Regions from separate parts of the Zea mays genome. Here region 1 is linked to region 2. Evidence: chromatin contacts called from public Hi-C data. All regions are on one chromosome and are shown on one strand. The core of a region is the stretch at or near the end of the contact, and the rest is flanking DNA. Distances in the headings are between cores, read along the strand shown.

Region 1 (6,330 bases), core at 898-3,397, 190 kb before region 2:
ATACAGAACAGTAGTATCCAGCCTGTCAGAAAGTACATAAAGTTGGGAGGAAACTTTTGTGTTGAATTGATCATCAAAGTAAGAGGTTCATTTTTGTAGAAACACTTAAGTTGTAAATAGCACTGGTATGAAATGCATGTAGGAACAAGTAGACTGAAATTAATAATAATGAACTGCAAAAAGATGAAATTAAGCCTACAACATGAGAAAAGAATAAGAGGTAATACACAGAAACATCTTCGACTAAGATCTGTGTTTAATATGGACGGAGCAAAGCAACTACACTCTAGCAATTTCTTGTCAAGAATTAAGATATGATGAAAATAAATCTAAATCAATTTAAACGCTACAAACATGCCCTATGGAATTTATGCACAAACCTGCTGATTCAATGGTGCAATCGGGGTCACCACCTGGAAAAAAAATGAAAGGCACAGTTAATCAACTTTTCAAAACAGAAAGGTGTTCATTCTGTAAAAGCAAGTTGTTCACAATAAAGGACTGAATGAAGTCAGAGACAATCGCGAAAGGGCCTCTAGCCAAGTTGGTTAGGTGGTTTGAGTAACACTCCTCAGGTCCTAGATTCGACTCCTTGTGGGAGCGAATTTCAGGTTGTGGTTAAAATCTCTTCGCCCGTCCCACATCAAAGCACAGGTCTAAGGCCCGATCGCGGTCGTTTCTCACATGGGCTACGGTGCAGCTGTGTATGGGTGGGGCAGGGGTTCAAGGGTTTTCTCGACCTGCGTGAGAAGGTCTTCTTAATATAATGTCTAGGGTTGTCTTACCCCTGCATATCGAAGTCACTAAGTCAGAGACAATCATGTCCATTAGCAACATATCTGCCTTGTACACACTACACAGTTTTCCAACTCATTTAACAGTAACAAAAGAATCCACAAAAATACTGATGAAACTAGAGAAAAGAAAATGAGGGAAGAACTAATTGATGAAGTATCTCTTACAGCACGAAGAATTGAAGTAACATAGAAAAGGCATGGTAAATGCACAAAGTGTAGTAAGATATTTACAAACCTGAGTCTTGCCAAGACGAGAATCAAGATCAACTTCATAGTCCCTGTGTTTCAAAGGCTGTCTTTGCACAGGAGGACCCCTTTCTGCACTCATAATTGAAAGGAATCAAGTTTCATAGAGTGCCAGAAACTGGTATCGATACAGATTTATTGAGCTAAAAGTTAGACCACGTACCCTTGCCTTTCCGAGCTTCATCCTGGATCAGTGAAAGACAAATGCAGACTGAAGTAAGCAATACATAGAGGCAAAGAGAAGTATGGTCGTAGTTTTGTTCGGTCTTGACAAAATTTAAAAGGAATAAGACCCACTATTACCTTCTCCCTCTGCTCCCTCTGTCGAGCTCTCTCCAAGTACTCTTCCTTGTCAAATTTCCTCCTAGAAGTGTTGTCGACGCCGACTGGCTGCACACAGAATACAAGAGATCAGATGGAATGCACCACGGACCTCCGCACATCAAGAGAGATTCCCCGCTTGGTCCAAGTCGAAGCAGGAGGGACTCACATTTCCAGACATCTTCCTCACTCCTCAGCTCAACGTAAACCACCGCCTAAATAGACATCCGAATCAGGGGACGACAATTTTTTTATTAGAAAAAAAAAAATCTAAGTTAGTAGGCATAACAGGTGTAATTAGATCAGATCCGAATACAAATGGTTTACAATAGGGTTTGGCAGCTCGGTTTCGAACAGCAGGGAAGGTGGCCGTTGGGCATACCTGGTGGGCACTTGTCGCCGCTGAAGGGCCGGCCGGCAAAGGGAAGAAGGGGAGAAAGGTTACACAAACACGTGCTCGCCTTCGGACCTTCCCGACGATCTCGCTAGGGCTCCGCGATGGCGACACCGCGTTCCCGAGCCCCTGCGTCGACGCACTCCTCGACTAGTGGACTCGGGGCGTTTCGTCGCAGGTGTCGGGTAGCGCCGCGAGAGCGCGCTCTGCCGGTCGTCGCCTCGGGGACGCGGGGCGGGCGCCGAGCGATGCGTGAGCCGTCGCCGGCGGAGGGTGCGTGCGCACGGATTGAATTCGGGTCAAGAAGGTGTTCTACCTTCTACTGCTGCGGCGCAAGTGTGGGGCGCTGAAGTGGCGAAATAACGGGCTCTGCCGCTGAACGGTTAGTGGGCTGGCCCATCAGAGTACAGGCGCAGGCTCAGCTGGGGAGGAAACAAAGGGACACGAAATGTTTAAGATCTTTTTTATTTTAAATTTGATTTATGCCGAAATATTTGTGTGGATCGAAAAGGTTAGTATAAAACTATACTGCTGCTGCCAATTGAAGTGGCCAGAAGTATCCGTCGATTGATCTGGCAGTAACATGAGTTGCCGCATTTGAATTGGCGGAGTTTTCTTTATATGCAAGCTTGTTTAAAAAAAATCATAACATTTATATATATATGAGCTCGCATGAAAATAACATTTCACTAGTTATGTGTCTGTGCGTTGCAATAGAACACAAAGTATTTTACAAAATGTTTGTGCACAACAATTACATGACAACTATATATATATATATGGAAGAGGTAATGGAAGCCCTGGGTTCCGTTAGTGGGCGAAGCCCTAGTCAGGACGCCGATCGGTCACGTTCGGCCTACTGTACGCCAGCTTGCGTCAGCCATGCATAGGATAGCCACGTATCCCGGCTGAGACGCGACATGCGATATACACACGCATAAATATATGTAGAAACGTGCATAACTCATGCATAAATAGAATCTTTTATGCCACGAATCACGGGAACGAATATTTCTATGTGCTTACCGGTTACGACTGCATAACGTTGTGTAACATGATAGCGTAAACCATGCAACATTTAAATCTCCACAGGTTTGAGATAAGGAAAGACGTGTTCTTCGTTCGCGTAAATAAAGGCGCAGTTACGGGAGGAAACAAATACAAATTTACAGTCGCTCGTCCACGTTCGTATCTGAGATATTGGCGGCGGTTAGCGGCGGCGGAAGTGAGAGGACCGGCCGGCGATTAGCGGCGAGAAAATGTCCAGCACCAGCGCTGGCGATGACATGCCACATGTATCGTCTGTGCATAAGCCAATAGGTACGTCTATTTCAATGGACATGCATCCTGTAGCGTCTGCGATCGCCGGTTACACAGAGGGTGTCTCCGTTACTCCCCCGGCGGCATTGAGGGCACCTGGACATATCGATGAGCACACAAAAACGGCAGACGTGGTCGGCGCAGAGAAGCACATCCCCATGAGACATATTGGGCCACATGAACAGGACACACCTCATATTCTTCAAAGCCATGTAAGTTCTCCCAAATATGATACTCTTATTTTCTTACATACTTCTTTGTAATGTTGTACCTATATTACGTTAGATTTAGTCGCTATTGAATCGTAAATGTTAAATTTCTGTGCGCAGCCGGACAATATTGATATAAGATTGATACCTAAAGTCGGTATGACATTTAGTAACGTGGACGAGGCGTATAATTTTTATAGTCAATATGCATACGAGGTTGGATTTCCGTTGAAGAAATATAGGGAGCGGAAGAATTGTAAATGGTTGAATTGTTCAATGGAAGGAAAGAATGCTGAAAGGGTAGCTGGAAATCCAAGGATATGTAACACATGTTCGAAATGAACACAATGCAAGGCTGGGGTGAAACTTAAAAAAATCTACGATGATGCTAAAGAGAATGTTATTTCCGTCCGGATTGATCTGGTAAACTATGAGCATAATCATGAATTCTTGAAGAAAGATACAGAAAAAGGGCAATTGCAATGCAACAAAACGCATGATCGTGAATATATGGAGTTCCTTAGTGCGATGCAAGAAAGCAGGATTCCACAACATTGCATTATGGATTTTGTTACAGAAATGCATGGTGGTCCAGAAAACGTTCCAATAACCGTGCAGGACATGAGTAACCTGTAAGTGTATTATGCATTGACAATAATTGTATTATATATTACAGAAACAATCGTAATGTGTTGAGTTAGATATAGTGCATAATCATTACATTTTTTGACAGAAAAAGCATGGCAAAGGGGAAAAATGCAAATGATGTGTCGAAGCTGTTATCTTTTTTTTTCATTATGCAAGAAAGATAATCCACAATTTTTGCAGACTTTCAACTGGACAAAGAAGGGAAGATTTAAGCATATTTTGGTCCCATGCTAGCCAGCAAGCCGAGTACATTGATTTTGGTGATGCAGTTACCTTTGATACTACACATAAGACTAATATGTATGATAAGCCATTAGGCATGTTTGTTGGCTCGAACCACCACCTACAATGCACAATATTTGGGTTTGCTTTACTAGGAGACGAGACAGTTGATACATTCGAGTGGGTCTTCAATACGTTCAAAACATTCATGGGATGTGACGGACCACGAGTGATGTTGACAGGTATGTTGTAATAAATGGCTCGTATTTATTATGGCACGTACTATATGATATCATATTGGCTTGCATAATGTTATGTAAATTTATCTATTTCATATCAAGACCCTGCTATGCCAATCGCACTAGGCAGAGTATTCCCAAACACAATACATCGATTGTGTTTGTGGCATGTGCAAAACAGGTATATGCCCCACTTGAATGAATTGTATGCAAGATTTGAGGAGATGGATTTCAAAACAAGGTTCCAATCTATAATACATCATCCATTGAATGAAATGGAGTTCGAGGCTGCCTGGCAAATGATGCTAAATGATTTCCAGCTACACGAGAACAACACCCTTGTCAGATTATATGAAATACGCAAAGATTGGGTACCTGCATTTTTCAAAGGAGACTATTGTGGTCTTATGGTCTCTACACAACAAAGCGAGAGCATGAACAAGCTGGTGAAGAGTGCCCACGTGGATGCAAACACACCGCTTCATCAATTTGCAAAGCAAATGATGAAGCTCCTGCATAGTAGGAAGATGAAAGAGACCAAAGAGGCACTAGGATGCATGGTAAGTGAAAAAATGATAAACATATGTTTTATGCTATTAAAAACAAAACGGTATTAATAATATATTATGTAATTTGCAGGGTCAAAAGGATACAGTTACATTGTATATGTTTGAAATAAGAGTTGCAAGGGCATACACTAGAGCTGTGATGACAAGGTTCCAGGAGACCGTAAAATATGCAACTGCATACCGAATAGACCGTGATACAGAGGGTGGTGTAAATGATTGGGTGGTTAAACATACTACAAGATCAAATAAAATTGTTTGGGGTCAACACCAATTCAAAATAAGGGCTGATGTGGATGCCGGAAAGTATTCATGTGAGTGCAAGCATTGGGAGCATACATGTATGTTATACGAAACTGAAAGGGAATTAGGCTTACACCTAGTCCCTAATTAATTTTGGTGGTTGAATTGCCCAACACAAACAATTGGACTAACTAGTTTGCTCAAGTGTATAGATTACACAGGTGTAAAAGGTTCACACTCAGCCAATAAAAAGACCAAGTTTTGGATTCAACAAAGGAGCAAAGTGGGAACCGAAGGACCTCTGGTCTGGGAGCACCGGACTGTCCGGTGTACACCGGACAGTGTCCGGTGCACCAGAGGACTCCAACGCCAACTCGCCACCTTCGGGAATTTCCAGAGGCACTCGCGCTATAATTCACCGGACTGTCCGGTGCGCCAAGGAGGAGCGGCCTCAGGAACTCGCCAGCTTCGGGAAACTCCAACGGCTAGTCAGCTATAATTCACCGGACTGTCCGGTGTGCACCGGACTGTCCGGTGCGACTCCGGAGCAACGGCTATCTTCGCGCCAACGGCTCTCTGCCGCGCATTTAATGCGCGCTCTGCGCGCGCAGATGTCAGGCGCGCCCATTCCGGCACACCGGACAAGGAACAGTAGATGTCCGGTGTGCACCGGACACCCAGGCGGGCCCACAAGTCAGAAGCTCCAACGGCTAGAATCCAACGGCAGTGATGACGTGGCAGGGGGCACCGGACTGTCCAGTGTGCACCGGACTGTCCGGTGCGCCATCGAACAGACAGGATTCCCAACGGCCACTTTTGGTGGTTGGGGCTATAAATACCCCAACCACCCCACCATTCATTGCATCCAAGTTTTCCACTTCCCAACTACTACAAGAGCTCTAGCATTCAATTCTAGACACACCAAAGAGATCAAATCCTCTCCAAATTCCCACAACGCCATAGTGACTAGAGAGAGTGATTTGCTTGTGTTCTTTCGAGCTCTTGCGCTTGGATTGCTTTCTTCTTTCTTGATCAATTCTTTGCAATCAAACTCACTTGTAATCGAGGCAAGAGACACCAATCTTGTGGTGGTCCTTGTGGGAACTTTGTGTTCCAAGTGATTGA
Region 2 (5,589 bases), core at 2,329-4,828:
CTCAGACGAAAGGCTGCTCGTCTGAGCAGGGGAGGAAGGAACAGTTGGAGCTCTTGCTGCCGACTGAGTGTGGGGAGAGGCACGGGAAGGAGATGAGCACGAGATGTTTAGGCTGCAGGATAGTTTGCCTCTGATACCAATTGTAAGTAGAGGGACTCTAACTCTCATCAAGAGGATGACACTATGAGTTGGGGCAATTTTCTGTTTATTTCATCAAACTCTACACAATGCCATACCCTTAGAGGGGTTGGGGACACATATTTATAGCCCTAGGGGCTGCACTACCACACCTTCTCACACACACTACACAACAGGATTGTCCTCTAGATGCTAAAGAGACTACAGAGGACAGTCAAAAGCGACTGTTGTCCTCTAGATGCTAAAGCGACTACAGAGGACAGTCAAAAAGCGACTGCTGTCCTCTAGATGCTAAAGAGACTACAGAGGACAGTCAAGCTGTCCTCTAGATGCTAAAGGACTACAGAGGACAGTCAAAAGCAGGCTGTCCTCTAGATGCTCAAGACTCAAGACTTATTCCATCATACTACACCTAAACTCACCAAGGTGGTATCTCACACCACGATATGGAGCAAGAAATGATGGTGTGTTTGCGTATCCACCGTCGACAAGGTAAAACTTGCCCTCTGGGACATGAAAACCTTTGCTAATAGCGGATTTAAGCACCCCAGCATCTGATGCGGATCCTTCCCAGCCGCATGAGATAAAAGTGAAGTTCAAGTTGAAGTCACACGCTACCATCACATTCTGGGATAATGTTCCTTTTCTATTCCTATATGGTGGGGCTTTCTCTTCTGAAATTGTGATAGGGACGTGAGTACCGTCAATAGCACCTATACAATTCTGCACATAAAGGAAAGAAAGTGTTGGGTGACAAAGGTAATGGGAAGAAAGAGTCAAGGAAATTGATTGATATGGTGTATTACCTGAAAGAATGGCCAAAATCGGGAGTCCGAGGCAATCTTAGGATGAGGTTCCAAGGAAGTAGGAAGTTTGACAAATCTACATGTGAGGGTAGGAATTATATTGAAGACGGCCTTCACATGTCTATGGATTGTTTCGCCACTATGCTGAAATGTCTTCTGTAGCCTCCCATTACTAGCATTGTGTGATATCATGAACATAAATATTCCTAATTGTTCCTCAATTGTGACTCCGCGTGTATCGCGCAAAAGCCTCTCCCGCCTAGATAATTAGCTATTGCCTTAAATATTCGTGGCTCCATGCGAAACTCGCTCATACACCAATTCTCGTGGCCTTCTAAAATTTCTCTAATCTTCTTAGCACCAGTATATTCAGAAGTATGTACTGCCCTTTTTTCTTCATTAAGTCCTTCGAGTATGCTAGGAATGATGATAAAAAATAGTTCCTCATCCTCTTCCTCCTCCATTTCCATGAATTTCAGAATTTTCTTCCTTCTACACTCCATAATCTCATTCCTTGAGCCCATTATCTAATATCTACAGATTATATGGACTTTAGAAATATATATGGACTACAGATAATTATAAAACACAAATACAAGGCAGAACAAATATATTAAAAATACAAGGCAGATCAATACAAGCATAATTGGCAGATCACACAAGATATATAAACTGGTGAGTAAAATAAAAAGCATTGTATCGCACAAGATATATAAACTAGTGAGTAAAATACAAGCATAATTGGCAGATCACACAAGATATATAAACTGGTGAGTAAAATACAAGGCAGATCAATACAAGCTACATCACTTTTGAACACATAACCCTTAAGTATAATTTTGGCAGATCAATACAAGCACAATTGGCCCATAGATATTAAATGTCATCGCTGATTCATATCAAGGAATTCTCAAATGTGAAAGAATAAAAAATTTCATACATGGTATGGTTGAGGGGTAAAGTGATTGTGCTGTTCTCTCACTCCACTAGAAAATCTTTTTCTGGAATGCAAGGTCACCACACAGTTCTACCAAATGCATCTACTCATGTGCCATTTTCTGGTGGAGTGAGAGAACAGCACCAAATGCAACAACTGATTTATGCAACATTAGTGAGAATCAACATTACCTGATAATGTTGCCTGTGAGCGATTGTTTCAACCTGTACATAAGACAATAAATCAGCACACCTGTATAGAACTAATAAGTGCTCCTATCCATTAAATTTTGTGATCCATTAAATTATGATCTATTACCAAGTGCAAGGGCATGACTAAATAGAAATGCAGCATATTCTTAACTTCAAATCTAAGGCCAGAAAACCAACTAATCATACAAATGCAGTTTTTAATCAACAAGGAAACACATGAATGAATGGAAACACATGAAACACATAATTGGTGAGCAGCCCATTTCATACAAATGCAGTTTTTAATCAACGAGGAAACACATGAATGAATGGAAACACATGAAACGCATAACTGGTGAGCAGCCCATTTCAAACGAACACATGAGCAATATTTAAATACCTAAGCAGCTTTTCTATTTCTATATCTACTCCAGAGTATACCACATTGGTTAAGAATTCAACTTCAAGTAAAACCAGTCATAGAGTAGAGTTCTATGTCAGGACAGTAAATAAATGAGTACCCTACTTCAAACAATATGAGCTAGTGTTTAACACTTGCACAGCTTTTTAATAAATATGGTCCAAATTTTTTCACATTGTCAATATCAGGTAGCACTTTGTGCAAAGTTAACAACTCATGTTACATATCAGAATTCTTGCATAGCATGTTACATAGCAGAGCTGTCCTTTACATATCAACTCGTGTTACATATCAGAACTGCAAGAATCAACTCATGTTACATAGCAGAGCTGTCCAAATTTTTTCACGTTTTCACGAAAGCTACATATAAAGCGGCACTGCAAGAATCAACTCATGTTACATATCATCTGGAACTGAAGCTACTGATGATGATGCTGTTCATGAGTGCAAAACATCCAAAACCAGAATAATACAGAATTTTCTTGCTCTTTCATACCATAAGCTACGACACTCAGCTCTTTCATGAATAGTTAACTCATTAGTAAAGAGTTTATAGCGCCTAAACAACATCAGGTAGCACTTTGTGCAAAATTTACAGCGCCTAAACAACATCAAGAAAAGTAATCACATGGATAGAGTCATCGGGAGAGGCGGTAGGAGTTGGATCGGGACTTACAGTCCAGGTGGGTGCTTGGCCGGAGTTAATGTTGTGCCACGCTAACGGATCAATGGTGCGGCAGCAGGGCGACGACGGAGCGGCGGCGGCGAAGGAGGAGGAGGAGAAGGTGCGGCTGGGGTCGAGCCCGCCGAGCTGCCGCGGCTTGTGCTACGCGTGCAGCCCGTGCACGGCCGTGCAGATGCCCACGATGTCGTCGTCGTCGGTGCCGCTCGTGGCGGCGCTCTCCAACTACAAGCCGGTCGGGTGGAAGTGCCGTATGGCGGCAGGTGGGAGAGGTCGAGGGGGGCGATCACGATGGGAGGGGGAGGGGAGGAAGAGGCGGAGAGGCGGCGGGTGAGGGGCGGAGGCGGCGGCTGGGTGAGGGGCGGAGGCGGCGGCTGGGCGAGGAGCCATTAGCAATTTTGCCATTATCCGCGACGCCGCGATGGGCGAGGGTTTCCTGCCCGACCTCACGCGAATCGGGCCCGGGAAATGGGCAGCCAAATGCAAATTTTCCCCCCGGGGGAGATTTGAGCCCGTGGATTCGTGACCAGGGGGTTGGGTCGGGATCCCGGAGGGAAACCAGGCTGCCAAACGAGCCCTAAAGATTTGCCACTCTAACAAAGAGTCATTAACCAATTGCCACTCTTACAAATAGTATTAAATATTTACCACTCTTATCGTTAACCTCTTAAATAATTGTCATTTAATCCCATTTAACCATCCTAATTGAATCTCACCGTAAGAATAGGATCACTAGATCCAAACAAATCGAAAGTTAGTTCAGTGACTGGAGCCATCCGTCTCCGCCCAGCGCTGCGCCCGCCGGAGACAAGGCGTCCACTTCCGTTCGCACCCCCCACCCCCAGGCGGCACCCAGCTCCTCCCGCACCCGCCCCACTCAGGTGATTCATTGCGTCCTCGTGCTTTCCCATCTTCTCCTGTGCTTGGATTGGATCTGTCTGGGAAGATTCAGCTCCTGGATTCTTTCATCTGTTCTTGGTTGTAGCCTCGTTGTTCTTATGGATGTTGCAGGCAGAAGAAGAGATTTTTGTTCTGTTGTGCAAATGCGTTTTGGTCTGCCTACTGTTAATGTTTCAATGTTGATCGTAAGAGGAAACCTTGCAAATAATCATCGATCCATGACAGATGATGCATGAGCCTCTTCATGTCTTAGGTCAGCCTGATGCATAGGATACTTTGGCAAGGACGCATCATTTCGTTTTGGTTTATTAGCTTATCACAAAGAGATGCATCTGTTTTTGTTTCACGGTCAAGCTGCATATCATATTTGGACTATGATATTTCAACATATAGAGTACTTGGGCATAGTTTAATGCGATTATTGTTGATTATGTTTTGTAGTGCCACAGATGGCAGATGGCAATGAGAAGGACTTTGATGAAGAATTCTCTGGTTCTGCAAATGTCACCACTAGCAACGTGCAGGTTTCTATCACTGAATTCAACGTTGCTTTGGTTCTATGATGAATTGATTCATATGTATTTTATCATATTGTGTGGTGCATATAGGATATCTCATTGGAGGGTGTCACTTCTAGCAAATGGGGCAAATTGCCTGATGATATTTTTTTTTGAACATCTCCCACCTGGGTGAGTTGTTAAAATATGTGAGTGTGATTGTCAATTAGTCTTATTAACAATGCTGAACTGACTGTGAGTGTGATTGTCAATGCAGGCTTGATAAGATGTGATTGTCAATGCAGGCTTGATAAGGGAAAAGTAAAAGCTACAAGACAGTCAAAGTGTGGTGTATGTGGTGAGTATGGCCACAGAACAGGAAGTGCAAAGTGTCGATACACAGGCGCGAAGACAAGGTACTCAACAATTCTTCTTAATCTATTTTAAATGACATACATGTTAGTGAATTTTGAACTTTTGTAGGAAGAGGTGCAGGAAAGTAAATGCAAAGGTTGGAGCAAAACCTAAAATCTATGTTGATGACGATGATCAACGCGGGGAGTCTTCTGTACCAAAACGACGTAGATGACCTATTTTTGTAGAGCAAGTTGAAAATGCAAGCACGACACCAGATGACTTGCAACTACATGAGGGAACTAATGAGTCCCAAGAATGGGCTCAATTTGCTTCATCTTCTGGAAAGAAGCTAACACCTAGGAGGAAACCGATTGTCCAAGTTGAACATGATACTAAGTCAGGTGTGGTGTTGATATCACCTTTTTTTTGTTCATGTTAATAAGTTCATGTTGATGCAACAACACTTTTGTTCTTGTCTTGTTGATGTTTGGGCAGGTGAAAGACGACCGTCGGATGGTGATACCTTTGAGGAGTTACATGCAAGAACTGCAAGTGGTGGACAAAATTGTTAATGATTCTGAAGGGATGCATCTTGTTTACATATTTGTGTTGTCAATATTTGGATTGTTTCATTTATTTGGTGATATTTGTAATTACAGT

What was found. A called contact is a pair of places that touch in the nucleus more often than the background predicts.
Region 1: a contact with region 2 is called in a Hi-C map of tassel, with 2.5 times the contacts expected there. The contact joins the promoter of LOC107275236 here to the promoter of LOC100273925 in region 2. A contact is called at or near these places in 3 of 25 Hi-C or Micro-C datasets (bundle sheath, ear and tassel).

What each region holds. Positions count from the first base shown.
Region 1 is chr3:8,487,904-8,494,233 of Zm-B73-REFERENCE-NAM-5.0, reverse strand. LOC107275236 (C2H2 and C2HC zinc fingers superfamily protein) reads right to left here and starts at 2,147. Exons shown (of 11, transcript NM_001320508.1): 1 at 1,747-2,147; 2 at 1,534-1,579; 3 at 1,347-1,433; 4 at 1,207-1,228; 5 at 1,033-1,115; 6 at 381-413; 7 at 1-22. The coding sequence starts at 1,545.
Region 2 is chr3:8,300,314-8,305,902 of Zm-B73-REFERENCE-NAM-5.0, reverse strand. LOC100273925 reads right to left here and starts at 3,578. Exons shown (of 6, transcript NM_001148317.1): 1 at 3,170-3,578; 2 at 2,073-2,105. It overlaps LOC103649655, which reads left to right and starts at 3,893. Exons shown (of 6, transcript XR_563635.3): 1 at 3,893-4,056; 2 at 4,517-4,599; 3 at 4,684-4,764; 4 at 4,850-4,988; 5 at 5,056-5,330; 6 at 5,425-5,589.